Regions from separate parts of the Cricetulus griseus genome. Here region 2 is linked to region 1. A link is a contact called in public Hi-C data. All regions are on one chromosome and are shown on one strand. Each heading gives the region's core, a stretch centred on a gene start, on an enhancer-like site or on the middle of the called end of the contact. The rest is flanking DNA. Distances are from core to core; before and after follow the strand shown. Region 1 has its middle 28 kb from the start of Dnah7. Region 2 overlaps Hecw2 (E3 ubiquitin-protein ligase HECW2).

The links. Hi-C and Micro-C count contacts between places; a contact is called where the count stands out from the background.
Region 2: a contact with region 1 is called in a Hi-C map of the CHO-K1 cell line, with 2.9 times the contacts expected there. The contact joins two enhancer-like sites. A contact is called at or near these places in 3 of 8 Hi-C or Micro-C datasets (the CHK-Q cell line, the CHO-K1 cell line and fibroblasts).

Annotation. Positions count from the first base shown.
Region 1 is chr2:408,317,546-408,325,388 of CriGri-PICRH-1.0, forward strand. No RefSeq gene overlaps it. Among named protein-coding and RNA genes, the nearest start is that of Dnah7, 28 kb to the left of the region's middle. Within about 2 kb of position 4,591, at least 4 of the 6 cell types and tissues checked have open chromatin away from gene starts, as enhancers often do. A contact at or near this core is called in the CHO-K1 cell line and fibroblasts, where this site is marked.
Region 2 is chr2:408,483,034-408,490,876 of CriGri-PICRH-1.0, forward strand. It overlaps Hecw2 (E3 ubiquitin-protein ligase HECW2), which reads right to left. Exons shown (of 28, transcript XM_027396880.2): 13 at 390-575. Among named protein-coding and RNA genes, the nearest start is that of Hecw2, 110 kb to the right of the region's middle. Within about 2 kb of position 4,223, at least 2 of the 6 cell types and tissues checked have open chromatin away from gene starts, as enhancers often do. A contact at or near this core is called in the CHO-K1 cell line and fibroblasts, where this site is marked.

The DNA.
Region 1 (7,843 bases), core at 3,341-5,840:
CACCAAAGTTCTATTTGCTTTTTTTCTCTTGTGAGTCATGGTCTCACTGGCTTAGAACTGCAGTCCTCTCACCTTAAGCTCATTTGTGCTGGCAGTTCAAACATGCAGCACCATGTCTGTGTGTGTGTGTGTGTGTGTGTGTGTGTGTGTGCGCGCGTGCGCGCGCGCGCGCGCGCGCACCCACTTTCTGTGTTCTCATTTCTATTTTTTTTAATGCTTCAGTTTTAATAGTTCCTGTGACCCATCTTTAGGATTTTCTTCTGTAATGTTAAGCTTTCTTTGTAAATAATTCCATTTTTTTGTGTGTTGGAATAGTTCAGTTATAGAATTTCTGTTTTATTCTTCTCAAAGTGGTCCATTTCTCTGTTAAGGTTCTTTGTTCCTTGCTCTATGCATTTCTTCTAGTTGACTGGCCCTTAACTGCGTTCTTTATAATACAAATGTGATTATAACTCTACAGCTTTCCCAGGGTCTGAGTCATCCTTTGCAAATTATTGTTTTACCCTTGCAGGGAGTCCATGGGAATCCCCAAACTTATAGGCAGTTAGTCAGAGGCACACGTGACTGTCAGGTCTTGCAACTGGTGTCTGAAGTGAGGACAGTTTTGTGAGGCTGACCAGTTTGTAGAATCTATACTAACTCCAGGTAGTTAGTGTCAGGATTGGTGGAAAGAAATGCAAATGTAAACTCACATGGTGTACCCCAAATGGGTGACAGGTGAACCAAGCCGAAGCCCCAGGCTAGCTGCTTCTCTAACTTTATGAAGACTCATTCATTTTTCCTCACTGCTCTGTCATGTGAAAAGTTAAAATATAGTGGTGATTTTATTGAGATAACCTTCACATAAGGAGGTAACTATGTTGGCTTCACTTCTACAGACTTCATGAGTAGGTCTGAAATATTTATAATATATATACATCTATGACTACTGGTAGTCTACTCTTTCTCCCAGCTCTGAAATAATTAAACTACTATGATATAAGACTCTTGGGTCAAAGAATCTACATTTCCTTAAGGTGGGACTAATCACAGCCACATCATTTGTCTTCAAATATAATTTTTTCCAGTAATCAAACTTGTATTTCTTTTTTATTTATTTTTTTATTAATTCAAGTTAGGGAACAGACTTGTTTCACATGTAAGTCCCTTCTCCCTCTCCCTCCCCTCAAACTTGTATTTCTATTTCTAGTGTACCAACAGGTTCAGAATCAAAGCAAAAAAAAAAAAAAAAAAAGCTACTTGACTTATTGATCTCCCAAAGTGTCACTGCACTGCATAAAATTTCCAAAGTGACTCAAAATTGGCAGATGAGTCAATTAGAACTTAAGTGTGTTTGCTGATCATTTTTTTCTTTACCATAACTGAATGCCTAAGTCTGGGTAATTTATATAAAAAATGTATTTGCTTTTACAGATCTGAAGGTTGGGGGTGTATGAGATTTGGCAGAGGCATTCATGTTGCATCAAAATGTAGCATGGGGCGTCACAAAGTGAGAGAGCAAGTGTTCATCTCAGATGCCATCAGGGCCACAGATGCCATCACGGGTCCCATCACATCGTCAGTCCTAATTATGAATTATGATATAGAGCCTATCATAGGCTCTGTATCAAAATTTCAACAATATGTGAATTTGAAGATAAAGTTTCCAGCCAATGAACTTCTGGAGTACACATTCAACCTTAATACCAGGTTCTCCAAAGATGTGCAAACGTTTTATAAACCATCCCCTCCCCTTCTCCCATCAGACTAAAGCTGTCCCTTTAATAGCTCCTTAAAATCTCTGGTCCCTTCATAGGGAATGGGTTCCCAAAGTCCATTTGTGTTGTAGGGATAAACACTGGCTCCATTGTTAGACATCACATAGACTGCCCTGGCCACCTAGCTGGCACCCACATTCAGAGGGCTTGGTTCGGTCCAATGCTGGCTCCCCACTATTACAGCCCAGCTACATGAAAGAGGGCCTGGGCCCTCCCCCAAATGATGTGACAGACTTTGATGATCCCCTTTGGAAGCATGAAAGGCCTCACTATCCTTGGGAAGTGGGTGAGGGTGGGTTGAGGGGGTCAGTGGAAGGCATGGGTGGATGGGAGGGTGAGGGAATAGGGGGATTGATACGTAAAATAAGATTGCTTTTAAAATTAAAAAAAAAAATCTCTGGTTATTGACCATACCCAGTCTGAGCCATCTAACCTGCATTCTGTCACTACCAGTGTCAAATGAGCTCTAGAGAGGTAAGTTCCACTCTTCCCCAGGTCTCCTCTTCTTTCACTAACTGTCCATGCAACATCCTCATTTCTTAGAGGATTTTACCGGTAGCTCTGCCCCAGTGAGAAGAAGTTACAGTTGGTGAGTTTTCTGCCTACTTGGTTCCCTATATTTCAATCCTAGTTAGCTCAGAGCACCTTCTAGAAAGCACCATGTCATAAACCGTTCTGGAGCAGACACCATATTAGTCACTTCTCTACTGCTGTAATCAAACACCGTGACCAAGGCAACAAGGAAGTATTTGGACCTATAGTCCACAAGGATGAGAACCCATCATGGAAGCAAAGGGGCAGACATGGCAGTTGGTATAGCAAGCTTATAGCTCACAGCTTGAACTACAAGCAGGAAGCAGGGAGAGCACACTAGGAACATGGCAAGTCTTTAAAATTATCAAAGCCCACCTCCAATAATATTGGAGGACATGTCTCCCCCAATAAGGCCACATCTCCTAAGCCTTGAAAACACTGCCACCAGCTGGGAACCAAGTATTCAAATTCTAGATCCAATGGGGGACACTCTCATTCAAACCACCGCAAATACCTTCCAGGTCACTTTCATAGGGAAGTGCTTGAGTCTACAGGCTATTACTGAACACCACCTCCTCTGTAAAGGGAGCTGTCAACTACAGTCTAGAGAGTTTCTCCTGGTCATATTTTTGCCAATGTTTGTCCTATCACCCACCCATTTCAGCCACATGTATGTGTGCGTGCACACACACAAAACCATTCCTCTACTAGCACCCCTACTTCCACATTCACAGGAACAAATGCTCTTACATGAAACAACTAACATTTTATTTGTGTCATTCAATACCGAGATTGTCTTTGGCATCTTTAGTGATAATGTTACACAGAACGTACTTGCATAAGGCATGGTGCCTAGCCAAAGATATCAAGAAGGCCTGTGCTAAAGCATTTCTTGTTGGGTCAGCTTTTATTAAATTGTCCCCAGGAGCTGGCTATTTGGGGGGGGGGAATAAAATATTATTGGTAAAGAACAGCATGTAAAGTTTCCAAAAGTGAAAGTGCATGTAACCAAAGAAAGGATAACATTTCAAGGCCTGCACAGTAAAGACATTCACTGGAAAATTCCTCTAAAACATAATAGGAGCTGCTGCTGCTGCTACAAAGGAAATATTTGCCCTTCAGTGCATGGTATTAAAGTTCAATATGTTTGTGATGTACTCAAAACACCTCCCTGTTAAAGTCTGAGATCTTTCATGATAAGCTCCCCCTTAGGGACTTGACTCTTGTTCCCTTCCTGCCGCGGCACCACTGGGGCGAAATTCTCGATGTAAACCCTCAACTCCAGGGACTCATTCCTTTCACACAGCATCCAGCATCAAATAACTGAATATCTAAGCTCATTCCTCAAGCACACAAGTGACTCCACGTGCTAGAGGATGCAAATCTGATAGCATTCTGTTTTCAACTAGAGAAATTATCTTACACTTCCAGGGGGTGGCTGGAGGGTGGGCATTGTGTGACTTACATGACAGCTGGACTGCTTGGAGTATCTGCCCTGGCCTCTACATATAGGACTAGCATGGCAGCCTGTGGTCTTCAGTCTCTCTAGGGATCAGTGAAAACACTGAGGTAGGCAGCACACAGCACAGTCTCTATTCTACATCTATAACACAAAACTGGTACCAAATAAACCAAAACCAAAAACAAAAACAAAAACACAACAACAACCAAACAACAACCCTCTTACTTGTCCCCATGAAGCTTACTTCTTGGCTCCCCAAGGGTGGGCAGGCACTTCTTAGGAGTAGTGAGAGTCTCTTGGACTTTATGCAATGTTCTGTTTACACACACAACCCCAGTTGGTTCAAACTACAAGGCTGACTCCTTCTGAACAAAGGGCACCATTGCACTTGCTGAAGGCAATTACTCCAGAGGCTTTGGTCTACATGGAAAGTAGAAGAGCACAAATGCTACAACGGAAATCATAACAAAAGGTGTCCCTATTCCTCTGAATATTCCAGTCACCTTTAACCATTGTAGCAGGAGAGTCCTCTTGAGCAGCCAGCTTTGTATCTGGCCATTGATTCCAGGTGAGGAAGCTGTACTTAACTCAGGTTAGAAAGTTTGTTTTCACATGTGCATCTATTTGATCAAAACTCCAAGCTAAATATCCTACTTTTCTTAAGCATGGAAATGATCTAATCACAACAGGACATGCATACAGAGCAGGCTGTTCAATAGCTCTGAAATACGTGTCAAGTATCCCAAGTTGTAGGACCCTGTCTAGAACAGGGAAGGAGGAGGCTGAGGCTCAGGAAGTAGCTTTGCAGGGAAAGCCTGAGTCCCTGTGTGGGTGACTCAGCTCTGCTGTGCTTGGGGAAGATTAATTGTCACATGCTTTACTCTTGGTGAAATAGGTTACTTGTGGTGGGGGTTGTAGAAGGAAACTTGTTTTTAGATTCCTGTGAGTAAGAAAGGGATTTATCTGAGAAGATACACATTGGGTCTGCAATGGGAACTTTTCCTTCCTCAAGATAAAAGATTATCTTCCAAGTTATCTGGAACTGTTACTCCCCAGACCATTTGAGCTGGGCAGATAAGAGGTGGAATTCTATTTACCCTGCCACTTTGCTCAACACAGCCTCAGCATGCTGCCCCAGCTGCCCCAGCTGCCCCAGCTGCCTCAGCTGCCTCAGCGAGTCAGCAGCTCTAAAATCTGTCCTGAGTCACAGCAAGAAGTGGTCAGAGGCTTTGGGATGCGTGTCCCAGGCACACAGCCGACTCTCTGCATTAGCCTGCTAAACATCTTGCATTCTGCAGGTAGGCACAGCCTAGAGAGGGCAAGGCTCCCAAGCTAGCTGTCTTCTGTCTTCACTGACTAACTCTTGGCTTTGTTCTGGGCTCTAACCAGGAGAGCTTCAGGCTTGGCCATTCCCCTTTTGCCAGGAAATGGTGCAGGGATCAAGCCACTAAAGACACACTGCTTAGGGCCTTTGCAAATAAAACCTTCTTCCCTAATAAAATGAAGCTTTACTTGATTAAGTTGCTTAATTAACTTGCCCCCTGCCCCCATCTCTGGCTCTGGAGTTCCTGTTTGGAAAGGTGATAAATTCTGCTGTCCAAGCCCTCCTGGATGTAGTAAAGTCACAGTTAAATGCACCCTAGCCACCCTCAGCTGGAGAAGCTTGCCTTTTTTTCTGAAAGAGTACTAAAATCCATGCGGTTTCAACTTATTCCTAAGTAGACAAAATTAGCACTCAGAGTTGAATTTGCATAATGGATATCCCTCTGCAGAATGGATATCTAACAGTGGCAATAATTTCAAAGTAATACCCTGATTATCACATTCAGGGAAAGCCCTTAAAACAATACACATCAAAGACTCAGTTGAGTTGTCAAGTGTTGTTATTGAGATGACAGGCAAGACTGCCAATTCTGGAGTAAATTATAAGGCCCGTGATAGATTGCTTCTTCTGCCATGTGATGGCTCAGCAAGAAGGACCCATCTATGGCAAGGAGATCAGCCACGGGGAATCTGCTAGCATCTTGATATTGCCTGTCCTAGCCTCCTCTACTGGAAACAGCCAATTTCTGTTTATAAATTGGTCAATATAAGGTGTGTTTGGATTGCAGTTCAAACAGATTAAAACAGTCCATAAGCCAGGGAATATAAGCACTTGGTGGAATCTGATAAGGAAAAAAAAATCAAGAATTTTCCCTGAGCCTCCAGAAAGAACATGCGCCTGCTGGCAAAATAAGTTTAGGCGTCTGGCCACCAGAACTGTATGGGACTCGATGTAGCATTGTGAGTCCCACATCTGTAGCCATCCTTTACACCAGCAAAGGCAAACACCACATCTAGATAACAGTCATGGTGTGCTGTGATGTTAGCTTGGATATTTCTGCTACAAGGAACAGAAGCCACAACCCAAAATCGCTTAAATGGGATCTATTGTCTCACACATGAAAAGGGAGTGAGCATCGGAATTAGTGTGCTCCAGGGTAGCCTAACTGTATCATGAGGTCCAAAGCTCATGCTTGTCTCAGCCTGAGGACTGTACTGGTCTGCTCCTCGCTGAGCTTGTTTGCTTCAGTTCCAAGCATTTGATCATAACACAGTGATGCCCAAAGTAGAAGAGAGAGCCAGCTACATCATGCATTCCTTTCCAAGCAGTGGGAATATGTCCTCAGAAGCATGCAGCCATCCCTAAGCCAGTTTCTAGGGAAGGAAGAAATCAAGCTTGGCCCACTGGCTCCATGGAAGGGCTTGGTGGCCTCCTTCCTGGTTTCTGTAAGGGGGGGGACAGGGATAGAGGGCTGAGTGTGGTACAGCAATGATAACAGTGTCTGTTTTCTCTCTCTCTCTCTCTCTCTCTCTCTCTCTCTCTGTCTCTGTATCTCTCTCTCTGTCTCTCAAGGATCCCTTGGAGCAATCAGCTTTCTGACTGACAGAGTTGTAGCTCCATTACCCAATAACAAGGGAAATGAGTTGTGCTATCGCCACATGATAAATTAGCATTAAATGCCTTAAATTAATGACCTTTAGCTGTATAATTCAATAAAAATGAATGTTAGTATCTTAGCAATAGATCTAATTATTACTAATTCATTGTAAAATTAGCATAATATATTCTAATTTTGCTGTGCTATATATTAATATTAGTGTGTTAATATTTATACTAATTTGATAACTTTATACTAATTGAGATGTAGGGCATTAGTGTTGAACACTTTTATATACACATTTTTGTGCACGCATGATGGAACTAAGAAGGATGACAAGAAACATGAAAATTGACAACTGATTACCTCCATCAAGAAACCACAGAATCCGAGTGAGCTGGGGATGAACAGTAGGCAGGGGGGCAGTTATTTACAATGCTCCTCTTCTCAGTCTTGGCTGTCACCAACTGTGCAATCTTGAGTCTCAACTCCGTCAGCTTCATACTTCTCCAGCAGGATGGGTCACAATGCCTTGTCTAAGGTCACTTTCCTCAGTAAAAGATTGGGTAGCACAGACAGAGTGCAACCTGGGTCTTAGAACCACACGTGAGGGTATTTTTCCTCACATTTTCCCAAGGGGGCATCCAGAGACAGGTTAGCGATAGATGCCCAGGGAACAGTCCAGTGGTTGGGGCTGCTTAGGTTTCTATCCTGTTTTCCACTCCTTGAACTTTGTGGGTTGGATCCCTGGATTTCCATTCCCATAGCCTTGAGCCTGGGATGACAAAAATGCTGTATGTTAATTAGCATCCCATCTGTGGGGAACTTGGAGCATTGTCTGTTGTGCGGCTGCCTCGTGGTGCCAGCTGTTAGTTCTAGCATGTATTTTCATGACTTTCTCTCTGCCCCTCTCTTTTCTTGCCATACCACATCCTCCTCATTGGTCAGCCCATAGGTTACTCTCAATTATTGGGAAATGAAGCCAGGTAGAGACAAATACAAATGGAAAATGATACTATTTGAATCTTTTTAGTGTTACAAAATAGCGAGTCAAATTGGCACAAGGCTAATATTCTTTTGTAGTTGAAGGATCATACTTTTAGGAATGTGTAATAATATGTGATCCTGAATAAGCATCAGCTCTCTCAGTCCCAGGCTCCGATGTGACA
Region 2 (7,843 bases), core at 2,973-5,472, 170 kb after region 1:
GGCTCAGTGATTTCTAGTGTACTCTCTAAACAGGACCATCACTTCTTATTCTCCTGTCTGCAACACAAGTTAGACACTCAGGAGAATAAGTATTACCACTCAGAAGCACAAGTTAACACCACTCAGGATTCTTTTGTGTAGTCAGTGGAAAATGGTAAGAGCGCACAGACAGAGGAATGGCCAGGGAAACATGGCTTCCACCAAACCCACACCTCAGGGCACCATATACTACTTCCACATTTGGAGATCTGGAGTATTTGGAGAGTGTAGCAGGTTTGTGTTGAAGGAGGAGATGGAATGCTTGCACTACCTCACTGCAAAGGTAGTGGGAAGCCATGAGAACAGCCAAGGCCACTCAGCCGCTCACTAGGGTGGCTCACTCAGGTTACCTTGCCCTGATGATCATGTTTCATCTCCCAGCCCCTCGGGAGTTCCAGCTGTTTGTTCGCAAACATGTTGAGGAATCCCACGAGGTCCCTGTTATGCTGATAGCGTTCGAAGTGGTGGGTGTCCCTCCGGACTTTGGTGATCATGTGCTTCAAACACGTGTTGTTTGTAAACATGCGGTAGGCACTCTAGAGGAAAGCCAGAGAACAGCTGTTAGGCTGCCTGTGCACACAGGGCATGGTGAGTACTGCACCAGAGATAGCAGGTCTTTAGGTATGTAAAACATGTAAGCAGGTTTCTGCATATCTTCAGACACACATAATGGAAGAAACGGCCAAAAGAGCACAAGTGGCTTGAACACACAGAAACTGAAAAACATGAGGCCCTCTCTATCCATGGTTTCTAGCTTTCTTTTTTCTCCTCTCCCTCCCCCCGCCCCCTTTGGTTTTTCAAGACCAGGATTTTCTAGGTAACAACCCTGGCTGTCCTGGAACTCACTCTGTAGACCAGGCCAGCCTTGAACTCAGAGATCCACCTGTTGCTGCCTCCTGAGTGTGGGGATTAAAGGCATGCACCACAACCCTCTGACCTGGTTTCTTGCTTTCTAAAGAACAAGCATGTTGTGGCATTTCTTTCACATGGGACATTAGATTCCAGGGATGATTTTAGTAAAACACACAATAAACACACCACCTGACAATGAACCCCAATAGTCTGTTCTTCTTCCAGCTTTTGACCAGGTCACTGGCTCAGAGGGTCAGACAATGTAGAAGCCTAGAGTTAAGGGCCAAGCTGTATGGAAAATGCTTGCTATATATTTGAACATCACACACACACACACACACACACACACACACACACACACACACACACAGACACACACTGAGTTGCTCTCACTGTCAGTCATGTCCGTGGAGACTGCAGCAGACAGAGACACTCATCTCAACCACCACACCCTCCTGGGTCGGGGGCTGGGGGGTAGATGCTCAGGGAACCAGAGTGAGTTAGAACAGCTTGGGCATCATACATCCCTCCCTGTTTTGTCTTGTTTTGGTGCCCCCTACCCCAACTCCTTGTCCTACACACAGCTGCATTTATTAAAATGCACATTTAATAAAACACCATTCTATTACCACTAAAAAAAAAAAGAAATTATCTTGTCATAAACATTACTGTTTCAACTCATTATCAAAGACTGTAAAAACTGCCCACACCTCGGTTAGTCAACAAATACATGAGCTAATACATGTGCGAAGCAGCAGACAGGGATCTGTGCTCCTGAATCACTAGGAAATTCATATCCAGGAAGTTGAGTACGCTATGAATGATCTGTCTTGGAATTCTATTCTTCACTAATGCAGGGAAAGGGCTTCTGAGTCCCCTTGTTTTCAGCATCCCAGCAGCACTAGGATTGATTGAGACTGGAGGTCTTTGGGCTTTTCTTCATGGGCTTTGCTATTTCTTTCAGTCTTAGCCCAAAGTAACTCCCAAAGACACCAGAGTACCTGAAAACAGTGCCAACGTAACAACCATCTACCATCTGTGTTGTATCAGTACTACATAGTGGCTACAAATACAAAAGATGAATACATGTGACAACAGTCTCTCCAGGGTCCCTCAGAGTGCTCACATTCCACTCACACATTTATGGCTCATTGTGGAGCCTGTGGAGCTTTCTTCCCTTTGGCATAGCAAGCACAGGAAGTGGGAACTCTCCAACCTGGCTTGTGAGTGTGTTGGGATCTGGAGAATTCTAATAACTTGACTTGGAATGAGAATATACCTTTGTTAGCTTAAGTCATTGGCATTTGATAGTTCTTTTGCTTGGTGTGTGGCAAAAAGTGTTCTGATTAGCTCCTGTCATAGATAGTTTTTGCTTTGCACTTAAAATATTCTTCCCTATCAAAACACATAGAAGAGGAGGAGGGCAGGAAGGAGGGAAAGAGGAAGGGAGAGAAGGAGGACAGAAGGAAGGGAGGGCCGTCACCATAACGAACCAATCTCAGATCTTAGTTCCTTAAACCAGAGTCTGAAATACCGTGAGACATTTCAGCTTGCCAGTCTAAATGAGGATTGTTTTTGATGGCTGGAGGCTTTGTGTGGTCCAGAGCCTCAGTGCTTAAAGCAGGCAGAGGTTCAGGGAACATGAGAGCCTGGGAAAACGATATCATGAAAACAGAGGGGGCTAACAAAATAAGAAGGAGGTTGTCAGAGAGAAACTTGGACTAGCTAATAGTTTATCCTGTGGTTAGCCCGACTTGAAGTTTTCACTACCATGAGCGGGCACATACTTCCTGCATTGGCTCTGTGCTTCCTCATCTGCTTTCACACGGTCACAGCAAGCTTCAGTGCCTGAGACAGCATCAATCTGTGAAGTGATGACAAAGAGCTTTCCAGTCATACTGTGTAACAAGCCTCTCTGGGGACAAACTATTGCATGATGATTGTGTTGAAGAGATCATGCACTGGCCATTGTTCTAAATGGGTGTAGCCAAGTAGACAGGACACTGATTCCTAATCTAGAGCACCAAACACGTCCCTCCCATCTGCTAAAGAGAGGCAGCAGAACTCCAGTAGAGCAGGCCATGGCAGTTAGGGTCAGGAACCCTTGCCAGCCTCGGGCTTCATGTAATTCCCAGCGGATGGACACACAACTCTGTAAGCGTGGGAATCTTACCCAGTCTTATAATTAATTATATCCTTTTATCTTCTTCCTCCCCACTCAGTGAGACGTTGAACACTGTGCCAGGTTTGACTGATCTTGGAAAAAGCATCTATCCAAGTAAATTAAGTGTAAGAAGAATCTTTTTCTCATTAGTAAGCAGTAAATGACCTTTAGAATCACAGCCTTTTCAAGTCTGAAAAACGTTCACATGACTGTCAAGGGGCTCAAGCAAGCGCCTTTCCAGACTGCTACATTTTCATAAATAAAGTAGTTCTGAACAAACATATATGTAAGCATTCAATACATACACTGTAATGTGTGCATAGGTACACATATACAATGCGCTATATCTATTTAGAGCTGTAGATACAGATAAAGTTTAGAAAGAATATTTATATATACTCCAGTTTACATAGAACTCTGTTGTAACAGCTACAGAGACAAAGAGTCTTAATCTCATTTGCCTCGACTTGCTCAGCTGTGAAGAGCAATAAGAAGTCTCCTGGTTTGTTGTTGTTGTTGTTTTTTTCATTTGTAAAATTCAAAACCAGGCAGATAAAGGATGTAAAATTGCTTTGAAGAGGATGTAAAATTGCTTTGAAGATGTACAGGTCATAATAGAATACAGGATATATGTAGTTAAGACTATCTGGGGGTTATCACAGTCTATCTGTCAGAACAGACACATATAGTAGTAAAACTGCTTTCTACTAGCCTTTGAAGCTCGTGGCCCAGCAGCCCATTTCCTATTAACTGAAGGGTCTCATAATCTGTCATTAACTATGTGCCAAGTTCTGCCTGTGTGAGACCCCGAGGATACAGACCTAAGCAGTCAAAAACAGGAAGATGGTCCATTATATATAGGAAGAGTGGTGGGAAGAGAGGCAATGCAGACAGAAAACTGGATTGGAATAACAGAGGTCACAAGGGCAGGGAACATGATGGAACTGACTGGCAGACCTAGCAGACTAAGAATGGGCCAGTCCAGTCAAGAAACACTCAGCAGGTGAGCTCAGCATCTTAGTGGAGGGTGACATTGGCAAGGCCACACATTAAGAGAAAAGAGGACTCCTCATTTTCCCACTGGGGGTTAGTGGTTCCAGCTAGGTAAATGGATTGGATTTCTTGTCCAACAACAGCAGCCTAGAAAAGAGTCAATGTTGCATATTTCATGCCCCAACCTCGAGGCACTACTCAGGATGAGCTCACTGGGGATCTGGTTGTGGATTCCATTGTGGTGAATCGAGCAGGCAAATGTTGATGGGAGATGAAGTACTTTTAAATGATCTCTGACCAACAGAATGTTTTGGTTTCCCTTGATGCGAAGTTAACACCCCATTTAGCTATTTCTTTTGTCGTCCAAACTGCCTCCCCCGCCCCCCCCTCTATGTCACCAACCTTCCTATAAGACATCAACACTCAGTGGCTGAATCAACAGCTTCCTTAGTAGAATCTTGTTAAATCTGGAGATTAAATGTGTCTTCCTTGGCTAAGTGTCTGAGGTTTTACAAGTGAAAAATACTGAAAGGAGTTAAAGGAAATACCTTGGTCTGTTTGGCAGCAATCAACTTAGTTCTTAGTAATCAACTACAATGCAACTGCAAGTAACAATCTAATCCTGGATTTATTGATGTTGAAGTTGTTCTTTAGTGTTGTGGTGGCCAAAGCTCCTTGATTGCCCATTCTAATTTCACCTAGTTCTGTTCATTTCAAAATAGACCACTAAATATACTACTAATGAATAATACATTTTATTTAGAAACTCTTCATCAAGAATAGGTACTCTTAATTCAGATTTGGAAATAACATCTTTGACTCAATAACAAATGCCTCTGGTGTCCATGGAGCAAATATCAGTGACGTAATTTACTCACAAAACATAAATTATTATTAGCAAAATCAAGAAATACTGGTTCCAGAACAGGCCAGCTAGTATGTGGAAGTAATTCTGTATGCTACAGTTTGCATTAATATGGTTTTTAATTGATTTGATTTTAAATAATTTAATTTTGAATTGTTTTCACCTAGCTAAAGAATAATATGGAGGGAAACTTACTTTTATTAGCAGAAATACCTGTAACACATCAGCTCAGCTACTGTGAAGCAGCTGTAACTCCTGATTTGTAAGACTATGCTTAAGATGTTATTTGTAAACTTTAAAATAATATTTTTCTTCATTAAGTACTAAGGAATTTAGATAATTGAATGAATGCATTTTTAAAGCTTATTAAAAGTCAGGGTAGTAATTTTTAGCATGTACGTTGAAAACATCATTCTGTTACATATAATTAAATGTACTTACGTATAACATAAGTTAGACAAACACAGGCATCTCTACTCTAAAAGACTGGGCTCTAGTAACTAAATCTCGGGTTAGTTCGGCGACAATTTTGAAAGTAATCTGATGCCAACCAGCAGAGGGCAGTACAACCTACCTGACAGTTACTGTGAAAATATCTGCCAATTTTTTCAGTTATGGCAACTGTATGCCTGTTTATGTTTGTTCTTCTCAGCACATGTTACCATGCAATTGCTGCTATATGGGGTATGTTTTTCATGCTTATCTTTGAACAAGAACTCATTCCTTCAGATTGCTTTAGTGAAAAGAACAGGAGAACTTCCAACGTCAACGCGTATTTTGAGTGCTGCATAGTTGCAATAACATAAACAAGGGTTTCCTGAAACACCTATATGCCACAAAGAATTCAATCAAAAACTAAAGTAAAAGGTAAGTTAAAAAACCAAGAAAGTTTGCTTTATAGTATTTTCCATTAACCTCTAAATAAGAAAACAAAAAGTGTCTATCTCTTTGCACAAATCTGAATTATTCTTATTCATCCACAGCTCAAGACCTTAATGAGGAAAATGCTAGCTACTTCCACTTACGCCAAATATAAGTCAGAAAATAATATTTCCTAACCGATAGAATTTAAATTTTGTAGACATGCATGCCATTTTAACAAGTAACAGATACAGTTTGGGTAGAAAAAGAAAAAAGTGAAGCCCTTAGAGAAGAATATTTTTAACTCCAGATGGGATGCCCAGAGAAAGGAATTATAAAATTACACCCAAGTATAGAACAGAGACAGCTAGCACCAGCTGAAAAGAGACTGTGAAGGAAGCCTAGGCTGAGTTGCTTCAGCCAGGGTCCAGTGCTTGCAGGCCACAGCTGTGAGGAAGGCAGTGCAGTCATGTTTACTTAATTACTTAAAGGGTCCCACAGATGCCCGGGACTCACTGCTACCCAGTTAGAGTAGAACCTGCAAGGAATCAAAATTTGCATTTATGTGAAAAAGTTTATCAAGTTAAAAACCACAGCTTTAAACCACAGGCGTCAACTGCTTGACTGCACCACAGAAATGAGGAGCTTGTAGCAAAGAACAGGCCAGACAGAGAGGTCAGAAGCCCCACTTAGTGATGTCACTAGGAGTATGAACTCATTGGGGGACAGCATTCACACTATAGAAAATGATAAATGAAAATCAGGGCTTGATTCATTGTTTTGTGACCTGTCCAGACCACAGATCAACAGTCTGATTACAACAAACAACTTATTGTTAAAGCTGTTCAGGTACACAGGTCTACAGGTCCTTGTCCCAAAATGTTTATTCTCTGGCTTTTTACAGGCAAAGTTTTGTACACCAAAGAACTCGATAGAGACTATACCATGCTAACAACACATCACACATCAAATGGAGTAGTTGCATCAGGAACAGCTCACATACTTATCACCTGGCAGAACTATGGGGCCTAGCTCTCCTGTGTTACTACTGTCTTACTTAAAAACACAAAGCCACTCCTGTCCTGATGAACTTGTACATTAATAGTGGTGGCAAAAATCAACAAACACTTTTTGTTTTCCCTCAAAACAGTTTCTCTGTGTAGCTTTGGAGCCTGTCCTGGAACTCGATCTGAAGACCAAGCTGGCCTTGAACTCTCAGAGATCTGACTGTCTCTGCCTCTTGAGTGCTGGGATTAAAGACATACACCACCACTCCTTGGCTAACAAATGCCTTCCTACTATTATTTGTAAAGCATGTACCATAATTGCTCTGTATTGACAAATTTAATTAAAAAAATACACGAACACACACATATGAATGCACACACATTCTCCTCCCCCGTAGCACAGGGTCTCAAGTAACCTAGGCTGGCTTCTTCTAGATAGGAAGTCAAGGATGACCTGGAACTTGGGATCCTCTGTTTGCCTCTACCTCCCACTGGGGTTAGTTTCAGGCATACACCACACTTAGTTCAACTGGGTTGGAACCCAGGGCTCTGGGCAGACCAAGTGAGGACTCAACCAACTGAGCTACATCTCCAGCCCTGGAAGTCTTTTTCTTCTACATATTCCAAATGGTTAGTAGCAGGGACATGAGTTTTCCTTCCAAAACACAGCACATAGCCATCTACTTGCATCAGTTTATGTGATAGGCACTAGTCCAACTGCTTCTATGTCTAATCATGGGGCATGCTCACTTGTCCCTGTCACACCGACTGTGCCTCATGAGAGCCATTCTCTTCAGAGTATCAATATGAACTTTTAGAAATCCAAGTCACTCCCACGAAAGAAACACACTTAGAATGAAGTTCATGCAAAGCCTCAGTTCTTTTCCAGATCATGTGAACACTATATTCGGCATCCGTGTGCAGCTCTCCAAACTTAACTGTATACCATCTCCAACTCCTCCTCTCCCCGAGGCATTGTTTTGCTTAGTAAAGACACTTTACTGCCCCTTGACATTTTGTGGCAGTGTGAATGTGACTGGTTCCCTTGGAATGCCTGTTGGC